Regions from separate parts of the Sus scrofa genome. Here region 1 is linked to region 2. The links are chromatin contacts, called in public Hi-C maps. All regions are on one chromosome and are shown on one strand. Each heading gives the region's core, a stretch centred on a gene start, on an enhancer-like site or on the middle of the called end of the contact. The rest is flanking DNA. Distances are from core to core; before and after follow the strand shown. Region 1 has its middle 59 kb from the start of NID2. Region 2 holds the start of C1H14orf166 (chromosome 1 open reading frame, human C14orf166).

Evidence for each region. Hi-C and Micro-C count contacts between places; a contact is called where the count stands out from the background.
Region 1: a contact with region 2 is called in a Hi-C map of embryonic fibroblasts, with 5 times the contacts expected there. The contact joins the enhancer-like site here to the promoter of C1H14orf166 in region 2. A contact is called at or near these places in 5 of 5 promoter capture datasets (fetal liver, fetal skeletal muscle, liver and 1 more), 28 of 47 Hi-C or Micro-C datasets (adipose tissue, alveolar macrophages, blood and 16 more) and 1 of 2 datasets of contacts at active chromatin or transcription factors (skeletal muscle).

The regions. Positions count from the first base shown.
Region 1 is chr1:181,828,945-181,836,059 of Sscrofa11.1, reverse strand. No RefSeq gene overlaps it. Among named protein-coding and RNA genes, the nearest start is that of NID2, 59 kb to the right of the region's middle. Within about 2 kb of position 5,064, at least 10 of the 83 cell types and tissues checked have an H3K27ac peak or open chromatin away from gene starts, as enhancers often do. A contact at or near this core is called in embryonic fibroblasts, where this site is marked.
Region 2 is chr1:181,677,285-181,684,255 of Sscrofa11.1, reverse strand. It overlaps C1H14orf166 (chromosome 1 open reading frame, human C14orf166), which reads right to left and starts at 2,888. Exons shown (of 8, transcript NM_001243494.1): 1 at 2,734-2,888; 2 at 470-594. The coding sequence starts at 2,794.

The sequences.
Region 1 (7,115 bases), core at 3,815-6,314, 150 kb before region 2:
ACCCTCAGCTCAAGACACATGTGGGATGCAATGGTCTAACATAGACTCCGGCCCAAAGACCCACCATTGCCTTTTGTTCTTTCCTGAAGGGTGGGAAGGATATGGAAAACAATGCTCTGGCCATGGAGAAGATTCAAGGGAATAAAAATGAATCATCACCGGCTTCCAGGAAACACCAGGAGTTCTCTCAATGGAATGAAGTCCTTCTGTACCTGGGGTGGGAGCAGAGGGAGTGAGAGGAAACAACAGCTGGTGGGGGAGACGGAAGCTGGAGAAAAGGAGACTGCAGCATGACTGGGGCTTGCAACCATGGCCAAGGAACCAGCCAAAAGGGATATGAGTTGATGCAGGCTTCCTGTGGTGTCCCTGAGGGAGATTTTTTTTTTCCCCAGAGCTGCCCTTGGTGATTTCCTAATCAGCTGTCCCAGTCCCTAGTCTCCACCACTTGCAATGTCATCTGCATAAAAATGTGGAGAATGTAACCAACTATTCACCAGTGTCCAATAGGAATCTGTGAATTATGGGGCTGCACATGCACAAAGGGCCTCCGACCAGCAGGCTGGGAATGGGAACTGCTGTCCTAGGCAAAGGAGGCCCAAGGGTCAAGGGACATCTGGAGCCAAGGCCAGGCTCTGAACTGAAGCTTTGAGGGAATTTCAGGCACATCCTGCTGCTTGCTGGACATCCAGGCGTGGGATCTGGGCTAGATTCTCACTTGCCTTCTTGTGCTCTTTTTATTAACTTAATTAGTTAATTACTTTTTAAAGCATCCTCATAGCTCTCCATTTATTTGGGTCTTCTTTAGCATTTCTAAATAAAGTCTTTTTAAAAAAAACTAAAAAAAAAAAAGTTATTTTCAAACTTACAAAAAATAGAGAGGAAAGTGTATTGAACCTGTGCCATCTAGCTTCAATATTTATCAGTATTTTGCAAATTTCTTTCACTTATGTCTCCTCCACTTTTTCCCCCTCAGTGTATTAAATCAAATTCCAAATGTCATATCATTTCAACTGTAAAAACTTCAGAATATATTACTAGCAGGTAAAGGCTCTCTTTCTCTCTCTTTTTTAACATAACAACACTAATATCATTTGTATTAAAATCAGTAACTTTTTGGAGTTCCCGTCGTGGCTCAGTGGTTAACAAATCCGACAAGGAACCATGAGGTTGCAGGTTCAATCCCTGGCCTTGCTCAGTGGGTTAAGGATCCGGCGTTGCCGTGAGCTGTGGTGTAGGTTGCAGACATGGCTCAGATCTGCATTGCTGTGGCTCTGGTGTAGGCCGGTGGCTACAGCTCTGATTCAACCCCAAGCCTGGGAACCTCCATATGCTGTAGGAGCAGCACAGGAAGTGGCAAAAAGACAACAATAAATAAATAAATTAGTAAATTTTGATATCATATAACCAGGGAAAAAGTCATATATTTCTTATACTATAAGATTCAGACAAGACCCACACATAGCACACATTAGTTCCTCTCTCTCTTTTTTTTTAATGCCATCTATTTGGAGGAGAAATTTGATCAAATGTTTCATAGAATTTTTCATAGTCTACGTTTGACTATTGCATTCTTGTGGCATTTTTCTAAGGATTCCTGATTCCTTTTTATTGGGAAATATTATTTAGAGACCACCATTTGGGCATGAGGGATGTTCTTTGTTACTAAATTGTCATTGTTTTACAGGTTTTTCAGAGTAAACAATGCAAAATATATACATTTAAGATGAGAAAAAAATAAGTTCTTATTGATAGTTCCAATTTAAACTTAGGAATACAAGAGTTTTCCTTAACTTGTTTTGTATTTGTATCTTGTTTTCCCCTTGCCAAACAATTTTGTTTCTATGTTAACCAAAGGTAATTACTTATTACTTTTAGTTTACAACACATTTACTGTAGGTTAAGATTTCTTTGTAATGATTCCATGGAGGCAACATCATCTCTTGTGTCTCTGAGGATACTAATTATAGGGTTTTTTTCCCCTGCACTGATTTATTTTTTCTTCCCTTTATTGTTTCTATTTTCGAAGTTCAAATTTTCTTAAAAGTCTAGTGAACCTTGGCTGTTGAATCAAAAATAAAAGATACTAAAACATCAGTATTACTGATAACAGTAAGATTACTAAAATGAGTATAAAATCAAAGGAATTAAGTAAAAATCCCATAATCTCATATTTGAATAGGGGATATCAGTATGAATTCATTTTTTTTTCTCTTATAATAATGTAAAAGTACATATTTCATTGCTCTGTCTCTTGAAAGGCCTAGAGGCAATAAATTTAGTAGTAGAAAAGCACCACAAGCATTCAGATTATGGTCTCTAAATGCCATTCCCCACTAAGAGGAATCAGAACTTTTTAAGAAAATTCCACTTCTAGAGCAGGAGTTAAAAGGTGAGTCTGGGGTATTATTTTATGTCAAAGAAGAAACAATCCATCTTTCGAAGCAGCCACATCAAAAGGACAAAAAAGCCATCCTTACGAGGCTCCCATTGGCCAAAGATGGAGCCATTTGAACATGAAAAAGAGTTAGAACACATCAGAGAACTAAAAATTCATGAGTTTATAATGATTTAAAAAGTGTCACTGTGGAGTTCCTGTCATGGCTCAGTTGTTAACAAATCCAACTAGGAACCATGAGGTTGCAGATTCAATTCCTGGCCTTGCTCAGTGGGTTAAGGATCCGCCGTTGCCCTGAGTTGTGGTGTAGGTCACAGATGCAGCTCAGATCCCTCATTGCTGTGGCTGTGGTGTAGACTGGAGGCTACAGCTCCGATTAGACCCCTAGCCTGGGAATCTCCATATGCTGCGGGTGCAGCCCTAAAAGGACCAAAGGAAAAAAAAAATGACATTGCTCACCTTTGGAAGACACTAGGGCACCAAATCTTTACTAAAAAATGTATTGAAAAGGGAACTATCAAAGATTTTATCCTGCCTTGTATTTCAGTACTGTATTTCACGGTAACCAAATTACTGATAAGGAAAAGTTCTTTATAGAATAATTCAACCAGTGAGTACAGAAGGAATGATAAAATCATAAAAATCACCGTTTTGCAGTTGCTAATAAAATAATCAATTTAGACAACAATTATCAGTGTTTGCTAAAACAATTAGGTTAAAAGTCAATGAAGAGCTTCATAATGGAAATATTAGACTGCTATCACTTGAATCCCGCTGACAAATCTCGGTTATCATTGAAAGTAAAACAGCTGGACTATATGATGGTGCTTTACAATAGGAAAAGCACACCACCACTTAGGAACTTTTCTTGCAAAAAAAAAAAAAAAATCAAACCTGAATCTTGCTAAGTCAGTAGGTTTAGCTACCAGTTTACAGAAAACAAGAGGAAAAAAGAACATTTTAAACAAGACCACTAAGATCCAATTAACTAATCCTGATCGAAGTATTTTATAAGCCAAAAGAGCTAGTTTCTCAAATAAATTTATTTATTAAAAAATAAAGGGATGGATTTTTAGAGAATAAATGATATTTAAAAGATAGAATAACCAAAACCAGTGCATGGACCTTCTTTGGATCCTGATTTGAGCAAACATACTATAAAGTACATCTGAGATAATTAGGGAAATTTGAAGAGATACTTAGTATTCAGTTATATAAAGAAATTATTTTAATTTGTATTGTTATCAAAACATCATGGTTGCCAATTTTTAAAAATTCTTAACAATGAAAGATATATGCATACCTAAGTATTTTCAGGTGACTTCCTCCATATGAGGTTTGAGATTTGCTTTAAAATACTCCAGGAAGAAGAAAAAAAAAAAGGAGGGGGGAAGAGGAGAATAGATTTTTTGAAAACTGCTGATAGATTGTGAAACTGAATAGTAGGTACATATGAGTTCATTTTACTATTCTATCTACTTCTAAGTTTGAAATTTTCTATCATTAAAGGATTTTAAAAATAAAGAAAAAAATAAGTTCTCGGTGAATTTTTTTTCTTTTTTCTTTTTAGGGCCACACCCATGGCATATGGAAGTTCCTAGGCTAGGGGTTGAATGAGAGCTATAGCTGCCAGCCTATGCTACAGCCACAGCAATGTGGGATTTGAGCCTGTCTGTGACTTACACCACAGTTCATGCAACACTGGATCCTTAACCCGCTGAGCAAGGCATAGAATCCTCATGGATTCTAGTCAGATTCATTTCTGCTGTGTCACAGTGGAAACTCCTTCGGTGAATAATTAAAATCCAAGTTATCTCTAAATAAACATAGTTTAAAAAACAACAGGAAAAATCCTGGTAAAATCATAAAAATTTTACCAGGAAAAAACACAGAATAAGGAAAAAAAGGAAACAACAATTCTTAAAGAATATTTTTTATAATGATTTTTATTTTTTCTGTTATAGTTGGTTTATAGTGTTCTGTCAATTTTCTACTGAACAGCAAGGTGACCTAGTCTCACACACACACACACACACACACACACACATACATACATACATACATATACACATTCTTTTTCTTACATTATCCTCCATCATGCTCCATCACAATTGACTAGATATAATTCCCAGTGCTATACAGCAGGATCTCAATGCTTATCCACCCAAATGCCATAGTTTGCATCTATTAACCCCAGACTCCCAGTCTATCCCACTCCCTCTCCCTTGTCCTTGGCAACCACAAGTCTGTTCTCCAAGTCCATGAGTTTCTTTTCTGTGGAAAGTTCATTTCTGCCATATATTAGATTCCAGATATAAGTGATATCATATTAAAAGAATAATTAAATGAACAAAGCAATCTGATGGACCTATAACCTCCTCCATATAGTTTCATTTCTTTCTATATTGGCACTGCCAATTTTCCAGAACCCAGTCACCTCTCTTCTATAAGATTCTCCTAATACACAGACAAATCCCAATTCCTCTGACTCTTTTTAAAATCATCTCCCTTCTGTTTGCTTTCGTAATGCCACCTAATCCAGGCCATGACAAAATTTCCCATGACTGATGTGATTTACAGGAGTTTGGTTTGTCTAAGAAGGTTCTATATTAACTTTATTTTTTCCAGAAGTCACCAAAACAGACACCCAGATGGCCTAAGTAAGCCCAGTTTGAGTCACAGTTGGGTTACGACTCATTCTAAGCTGGGTTGGTTCTTCCACTTTGGTGAGTCTGGGGCTTTGCCACTTCATCCTTGATGCCAAATTGGGGGCCTATTTTTCTCCCAAGCCTGTTATCCACTATCTACTTACTCAGTGACCATAAGCAGAAATGCGTATCTCAGTTTCTGAAAATTAGCCTATTTCACAACACTGCTAACAACTAGTTTGATTCAAAATTAAAACTCTCTCAGTTCAGACTTCCTCTTCTCTTCAGAGGCCAGGGCTGGAGAGGTGGGGGTAGGGAACAAATGTGCCTTGTGCTCTGCCCTTAAGGTCAGCAGATTGAATGTGGCCTTGTGTGTGCTGTGAATGTACAGTGCATGACGTCATGCATATTCAGTGGCTTTCCGACCACTGGTGTCTCACTAATGACCAATTCTTTTTTCTTTTAGAAAGATGCTTCTCTTTGACTTCTGAGATTATTTTACTGTCCTGGTACTTTGATTTTTTTTTTTCCTGTCATAGCCATGATTTCTCCTCCTCCTGACTTTCTCCTTTTCCTCACCTTTTCTCTCCTTACCTCATTTCTCCTGTTCTCTCTTCCCCTCCCTGTTCCTCTCCCTTCCCATCTTCTCTCCCTTTTTCCCTTTCCATCCTCCATACATCAAACATATGTCAACTATCAATTTAAGATGAATGAATTCTTCTCTCTCACTTTCACCAGGTTCCAAGCCTGCATCTCTAACAGACTCCTAGATATTATGTTTGGACATCCTAATAGTTAATATTAATAATAACAATATTATTTTATTAAATCCAAAATAAAACTCATAATCTCCCAAAGAGATTCTTCTTCTCATTGTCTTTGACTTTGTAGATGACACTTCAGGCATCCAAGCTCACCAGACACAAAACCTTGTAGCCATCTCTTATTCTTTCCTTAACCATTCTAACTATCCAAGCACTGAATTCTGCACTTTCGATCTTTTTTTTTTTGTCTTTTTGTCTGTTTTTTTAGGGCCGCACCTGATGCATATGGAGCTTCCCAGGGTAGGGGTCCAATTGGAGCTGTAACCACTGGTCTATTCCACAGTCACAGAACACAGGATCCAAGCCGTGTCTGTGGCCTACACCATACCTCACAGCAATGCCAGATCCTTTACCCACTGAGCGAGGCCAGGGATTGAACCTACGTCCTAATGGATACTAGTCAGATTTGTTTCCTCTGTGCCATAATGGGAACTCCTCAGTCTTTTTTTCTTAAATGGAAGTATAGTTGATGTACAATGTTGTGTTTATTTCTGCTGCACAGCAAGGTGATTCAGTTATAATTTTTACATTCTTATTCATATTCTTTTCCTTTATGGTTTATTACAGGATATTGAATATAATTCCCTGTGTTATACAGTAGGACCTTGTTGTTTATCCAATCATCCTAGTTTGCATCCGCTAATCCTAAATTCCCAAATTCTTCTCTTCCCCATTGTCCCTTCCTTGGCAACCACAAGTGTGTTCTCTGTCTGTAAGTCTGTTTCTGTTTTGTAGATAGGTTCATTTGTATCATATTTTCAATTCCACATATATGGACTTTCAACCTTCTCTGGGGAGTTCCCTGGCTGCCTAATGGGTTAAGGATATGGAATTGTCACAACAGTCATTCAGGTCACTTCTATGGCGAGGGTTTGACCCTTGGCCCAGGAAGTTCTGCATGCTGTGGATGCAGCCAAAAAAATTTAAAAATTAGAAAAATAAAACAAACCTTCTCTGTAGGAACCCTCATCCTCAGACAGGCATTTGAAACTTTCATAATTATTTCCACCTGATCTGTCCAAGATTCTGTCCATGTAGAATCACTTCCTCCTGCCTCTATACATACAATTTCATCTCCTGTCCAAATCTTTCTTTGCAGTTTCATTCCCACTTAGGATGCCACACTGCTTTCTCTTCACCTGTCTATGACCTATCCAGTCTCCAAGTCCATATGGAAACCCTCTCCCTTCAGAAGGGATTTATGGATGAAATGACTGGACTGCTTCAGAGTAATCCAGTGGGCAGTGA
Region 2 (6,971 bases), core at 1,639-4,138:
TTCCTGGGCTAGGGAATGAATCCAAATCCAAGCCACAGCTGTGAGCTATGCTGCTGCAGAGACAATGCTGGATCCTTAACTTGCTGTACACAGCAGGAACTCCAACAATGCCTTGTTTTAATAAAATATTTAAGTGTATTTCTACTATATTTTTAATGTAAAAATTATGATTTTGGCCATTTTTACCACTTATAAAATATATATCTCTGTTTACTTAAGAAGCCTCAGTGTTTTGGAACAAAATTATTTCTAGCTAGTACTAAATACTTGATAGGAAGAGATAATATCATTTGCTTTAAAAACAGAAGAAATATGGAAAAGAAAAAAGTTAAATCCCTGAAATCTGGCTTTTCTAACACTGATCATTATTAAGTATTTTAGAAAAACAAGGAAATTTTAAGCTTGCTTGTCTTAGTACAATTTTTAGACAAGTTCTCTGTACTTTTAACTTTACTTTCTAATCCATTACCTTCTCAAAGAACTTGGGCCAGTCACTGCTGTGGATGTTTCTTAAATTACCTCTGTCTTCAATCTTGTAGTGTCTGATTTTCTGGTCTTCAAGCCAAACAATAAAGTTTCTAAATTCTGTTTCATCTGCAATAAAAACATGATATAAATCACTCAAAGCACTATAAGTAAAGCACTTCCTTTTCCAAAAATAAATAGTCTTATGGAATTTTTTTAACTCCAAAATAGTAAGTTACTTGAGCTGCTTGATGTAGGAGCTGAAAGTGCAGACTTTGGTTTTTTTTTTTTTTTTTTTTTTTGGTCTTTTTGCCATTTTTTTGGGCCTCTCCCGCAGCATATGGAGGTTCCCAGGCTAGGGGTCGAATCGGAGCTGTAGCCGCCGGCCTATGCCAGAGCCACAGCAACGCAGGATCCGAGCCGCATCTGCAACCTACAGCACAGCTCACGGCAACGCCGGATCCTTAACCCACTGAGCAAGGGCAGAGACCGAACCCGCAACCTCATGGTTCCTAGTAGGATTCGTTTACCACAGCGCCACGACAGGAACTCCTGAAAGTGCAGACTTTGAATTAACAGATCTAAAAAATGTTCTGTTCCTATCCTGGCCTGAATTCAAATTCTGACTACACACATCTTGTGATTATGTGAACTTAGGCTAATTACCTAAATTTCTTGTGCCTCAGACTCCTGAGTTACAAAACGGGGGGAGGGAGGCGGGGGGGGGGGGAATAACAGGACTTACCTCACAGGGCTGTTATGAAGGTTAAGTAAATTATTTAAAGATTAAAAGTATCTGGCACATAGTTTTGCTATTAAAATATCAGTTATTTTCCAAGTTCCTTTGGGGAAGGGAGGAGGAAGAATTGGAAAACATTAAATTTACAGCAATAATAAAGTACAAGAAATTAAAGGATGGTTTTCCCATGTGGCTCAACAGGTTAAGACCTGACGTTTTTGTGAAGATTCGATTCAATCCCTGGCCTTGCTCAGTGGATTAAGGATCCAGCATTGGCACAACCTGAGGCATAGGCTGCAGATGTGGCTCAGATCTGGTATTGCCGTGGCTGTGGTGTAGGCTGGTAGCTGCAGCTCTGATTCAACAGCTAGCCTGGGAACTTCCATATGCCACAGATGCAGCAGTAAAAAGAAGGGGGGGGGGATGTCAAATTAAATGATAAATACAAAGGCGATACAGTCAACTACTACTGTTTACTATTACAGCATATTAAAACCATTCATGAAAAAGTTCATAGGTGTTCATGTACCTCACATTCTCTTGCGGTAGGAATATCCTTATCGCACAAGTGTGAAAATTGAGGCTCAAAGATTTGAAATCCAGCTCTAAGCTCTACTGCCTTGAACCTTTTTTGTTAAATAAAAGGCAAAGTAGAAAAACAAGAGTCTATAAATTGACATGCTTCTACAGGAGATCAACAAAACACTGTTAGACTGCTTGGAAATTATTTTCAATTTCAAAATTCAAGCTGGAATTCAAATTATGAAGTCTTGAGAATTTCACCATCTTCTGAACATGCCAGGTTGTACTTGAACACTTTCAAACTTACTAGTCTACTACAGGCTAAGAATTCTGGAAAAAAAACAAGTAGTGGTGGGTAGTAGCTGTGTAACAGTGGGGTAGCAATCTTAATACTTTTTTTTCTTCTACAATTTTAACACTGTGAAATCCCAAATACCTTCGTATTTACAATTCAACCGCCCCATTCAGCTGCTGCTAACTTTTTTTGCACGACCCACACACTGTAATTAGCCCGTTATTATACGCGTGTATCCCAACACTGCCAGCCCAGGACCTCATTAACATTTGAGCTCAAACTGCTCGGTGGGTTCTCACTGCCCACCCCGACCCCTTAGTTCCTGGCAGGCAGTGAACTAACTGGTGTTCAAGTTACGCCGCATCTTCCTCGGATTCCAGCACTGCGCTGGCCCCCAGCAGGTGCTCACGGCGTCACCCTGTGACCCGGCAACCAGCGCATTGAGGGCTAAGAGAAAAAAAGACTTTCCCTCTAGAGAGCTGAGGGTGCGGGCAGGAGGTGAGAGTGGTGTCCGGAGTTTAGCAAGGACACAAAGAACGGGTGACGGGGCTCTGAAGCCAAGGAAGCTTCAGGTGCCCGGCGGGTGGGAGAAGATAAGTCCCGGGGAGACAAGGCCGCGAACGGCCCGGGTAGCGTGCCCGGATGCCGGCGCCGAGGGAGCGGTGGCCCGCGGGGTCACTGACACGCGGCCGGCCCAAGGCCGCCGCCTCACCTTTGCAGTTGAAGCCAGCAGGATTGTGGTAGTCGAGGGCCGTCAGCTTGCGTCGGAACATGGTCCCAGTCTGCTCGCTCCGGTCCCCGGTCTTCAGCCGGGAGGGGAGAACCGAGGAAGAGCGAGCGGCGCAGGCACCGACGACGCGGCGAGAGGGCGTCGGGAGCCGGGACGCTCCGAAATGACGGCGGCCTTAGCCAATCCTGGCTTTAGGATCGGCAGCCGCCGGCCAATGCCCACCAATCGTAGCTCCGGTTGGGGAGGCGGGGCCACGTTGAGGCACGTCGACGCTCAAATAAACTTTATTGTCAGCTTACTAGTTGTGCATTAGGCAGAATGCAACTTAGTGGCCGGTTACCTGTTGTTTTCCTCGCGGTGTTGATACACCCCGCAGAGCACGGTATACTTAGATTCTGCTATCGCCATGCCTCTTATTGAATCGTATAATCTGTTTAGTATTTTCAGCGTATTCACCCATTCATTGAATTATTACATGCCTCCTTCTAACGCTGCTAATAAAAAAGACTTTTTAGCAAGGTCCCTTTCTCACTAAGTAGGGAGTGATCGACAGGTAAACAAACAAATATAATACTGTATAATAGTTCCAGACATCACTAGCAGCTATGGAATCTTGAAGCCAAAAACCTGGACTTATCCTTCACTCCCTATCAACCTCAATTACAACATCCAATACTTCATTAATTCATGCTGTTCTGTCTCTCATGTCTTTCTCAAATCCCTCTCCTCCTCCCAACCTCACTGATGCTACCTCAAATCAGGCCTTCATCATTTTTGCTTATTCTATCTTATTTCTTAGGGCCAGTCTTGCTTTTTCCAATCCTCCCAACTCCACTCCCACCATCACAGTCAGCAATGATAGTGATTTTCTGAAACAAAAACCTGTTCATTACCGTTTAATGCTTAGTATCCTTTTGTGGGTTCCTGCTGCCTTTGAAATAATCAAAACTTCAATTTATATATTAATATGCTTCTTCATTCCCCCAATCTGCATTCATACACTGGAGAGACAGCAGTGAGCAAGACCTACCAGGCCCGTACTCTCCTGAAGTTTAAAAGGTTGTTGAGGGAAGACAAAACAAACAAGTCTGAACTATGGCTTGAAGATGGTGAGGAGTTTGCCATACCATCAAAAGGGTAGCTTGCATTGAGGGAAGAAGACATACAAAGTAAAGGAGTGAACAGCAGCTGGGCCAGAGTGGCTAGAGCTTATGGAAGTTGGAGGGTAGAAGAGAATGACAGTGGATGAGACTTAGCCAAAGACCAGGGCCTGATCAAAAACGACCTTTCATGCCATGCTAAGGGGAGCTATTGATGTTCTTGGAGGCAAGCCAACTTTATATGCTTCATTTTATTTCAACAGATTATAATTAAACACTGTGCTGGTACTTGTGGGCCATACAAATGAGTGAGATATTTTCAGGATATTCAAGTATAAAAGCAAAATTAGACATGTAAATAAATACTTATAATCTAGAGTTAGAAAGTGATAAATAACGAGAAGTACAAAGTGTGCTTTCAGGTCAGAATACAGCTTTAAGGAGGCACTGTGAGACAGTCTGTATTTTCCAAATAAGATGCCTACTGATTGAATCAAAAAATCAGCTCCAGTGAGTTCCTTTTGTGGCTCAGAAGTAACAAACCCGACTAGTATCCATGAGGATGACGATTTGCTTCCTGGCCCTGCTCAGTGGGTTAATGATCCAGTGTTGCCCTGAGCTGTGGTGTAGGTCAAAGATGCAGCTTGGATCCCACATTGCTGAGGCTGTGGTGTAGGCCAGCTGCTGCAGCTCCAGTTTGACCCCTAGCCAGGGAACATCCATATACTGCCCTAAAAAGCAAAAAAAAAAAAAAAAAAAAAAAAAACCAAAAAACGAAACAACAACAACAAAAACAGAAAAAAGAAAAAAGCTGTAATATACCATGGTATATGCTAGCTATATAGTTAACAAAATACTAGCCAAAAAATACGAAGAAATATGAACCAGTCAAGGAAGGGGAAATAATAAAGGAATGCTTATATGCAATTGCAGATAATGTTATTTCTTTAAAAAGTGGGGGAAAGCAGGAATTCCCACTGTGGCAGAGTGGGTTAAGAATCCAACTGCAGCAGCTCAGGTCAATGTGGAGGGATGGGTTTGATCCCCAACCCAGTGCAGTGGGTTAAAGGATCCAGCGTTGCCACAGCTGCAGCATAGGTCAAAGTTGCGGCTCAGATTCACTACCTGGCCTAGGAACTTCCATATACCACAAGTGCAGCCATAAAAATAAATAAATAAAATTTTTTAAAAAAGAGTAGGAAAAAGTGATTTTAAATTTTTTCCTGGAATTGATACTTTAATGTAAAAAAAAAACAAAAAAACCTCAGTTGTTTGTTCCTGACCTTGTATCTCTATTTCAGAGCCCTAAATGATCAGGTACTTGAAACTCTCTTGTCATCACCCCCAGGTGTGAGGAGGTTGGAAGAGGATGTAGACATGAGGAATGCTGCAAGGGACCACCAGACTTGAGCAGAGGACAAAGCTTTTTTTTTTTTTAATGATTTTTATGTTTTCCATTATAGTTTATTTACAGTGTTCTGTCAATTTCTACTGTACAGCAAAGTGACTCATATATATACTATATATATGTAATACATATTTATATATAATACACATATGTTCTTTTTCTCATCCTCCATCATGTTCCATCACAAGTGACTGGATATAGTTCCCTGTGCTCTATAGCAGGATCTCATTGCCTATCCACTCCAAATGCAATAGTTTGCATCTATTAACCCCAAGCTCCCAGTCTATCCCACACCCTCCCCCTTGGCAACCACAAGTCTGTTCTCCAAGTCCATGAGTTTCTTTTCGGTGGAAAGGTTCATTTGTGCCATATATTAGATATAGGTGATATCATTGGCATTTGTCTTTCTCTTTCAGACTGACTTCACTTAGTATGAGAGTCTCTAGTTCCATCCATGTTGCTGCAAATAGCATTATTTTGTTCTTTTGTATGGCTGAGTAGTATTCTATGGTGTGTATGGACCACATCTTAATCCATTCCTCTGTCGATGGACATTTCGGTTGTTTCCATGTCTTGGCTGTTGTGAATAATGTTGCAATGAACATAGGGGTGTATGTGCCTTTTTCAATGAAAGTTTTATCTGGATAGATGCCCAAGAGTGGAACTGCTGGGTCATATGGTAGTTCTATATTTAGTTTTTTGAGGTACCTCCATACTGTTTTTCATAGTGGTTGTACCAATTTACATTCCTACCAACAGTGTAGGACAGTACCCTTTTCTCCATGCCCTCTCCAGCATTTCTTATTTGTTAACTTGTTAACGATGGCCATTCTGACTGGTGTGAGGTGGTACCTCATAGTAATTTTGATTTGCATTTCTCTAATAAGCAGGGATGTTGAGCATTTTTTCGTGTGTCTGTTGGCTATCTGGATGTCTTCTTTGGCGAAATGTCTATTCAGCTCTTTTGCTGATTTTTCAGTTAGGTCGTTGGTTTTTCTGCTGTTGAGTTGTATAAGTTTGTATACTTTAGAGGTTAAGCCCTTGTCAGTTGCATTGTTTGAAACTATTTTCTCCCATTCCCTAGGTTGTCTTTATTTTTTTTTTATGGTTTCCTTTGCTGTGAAAAATCTTTTCAGTTTGATTAGGTCCCATTGGTTTATTTTTGCTTTTATTTCTGTTGCCCTGGGAAACATGACCTAAGAAAACATTTGTATGCTTTATATAAGAGAATGTTTTGCTAATGTTCTCTTCCAGGAGCTTGATGGTGTCTTGCCTTACAGTTAAGTCTTTAAGCCATTTTGAGTTTATTTTTGTGCATGGTGTGAGGGTGTATTCTAGTTTCATTGATTTACATGCAGCTGTCCAGGTTTCCCAGCAATACTTGCTGAAAAGACTATCTTTTTCTTGCCTCCTTTGTTGAAGGTTAATTGACCATAGGTGTCTGGGTTTATCTCTGGGTTCTCTATTCTGTTCCATTGGTCTGTATGTCTGTTTTGGTACCAGTACCACACTGTCTTGATTACTGTAGCTTTGCAATATTGCCTGAAGTCTGGGAGAGTTATGCCTCCTGCCTTGTTTTCATTCTTCAGGACTGCTTTGGTAATTGTGGGTCTTTTATGTTTCCATATAAATTTTTGGATTGTTTGTTGTAGTTCTGTGAAAAATGTCATGGATAATTTGATAGGGATTGCATTGAATCTGTAGATTGCTTT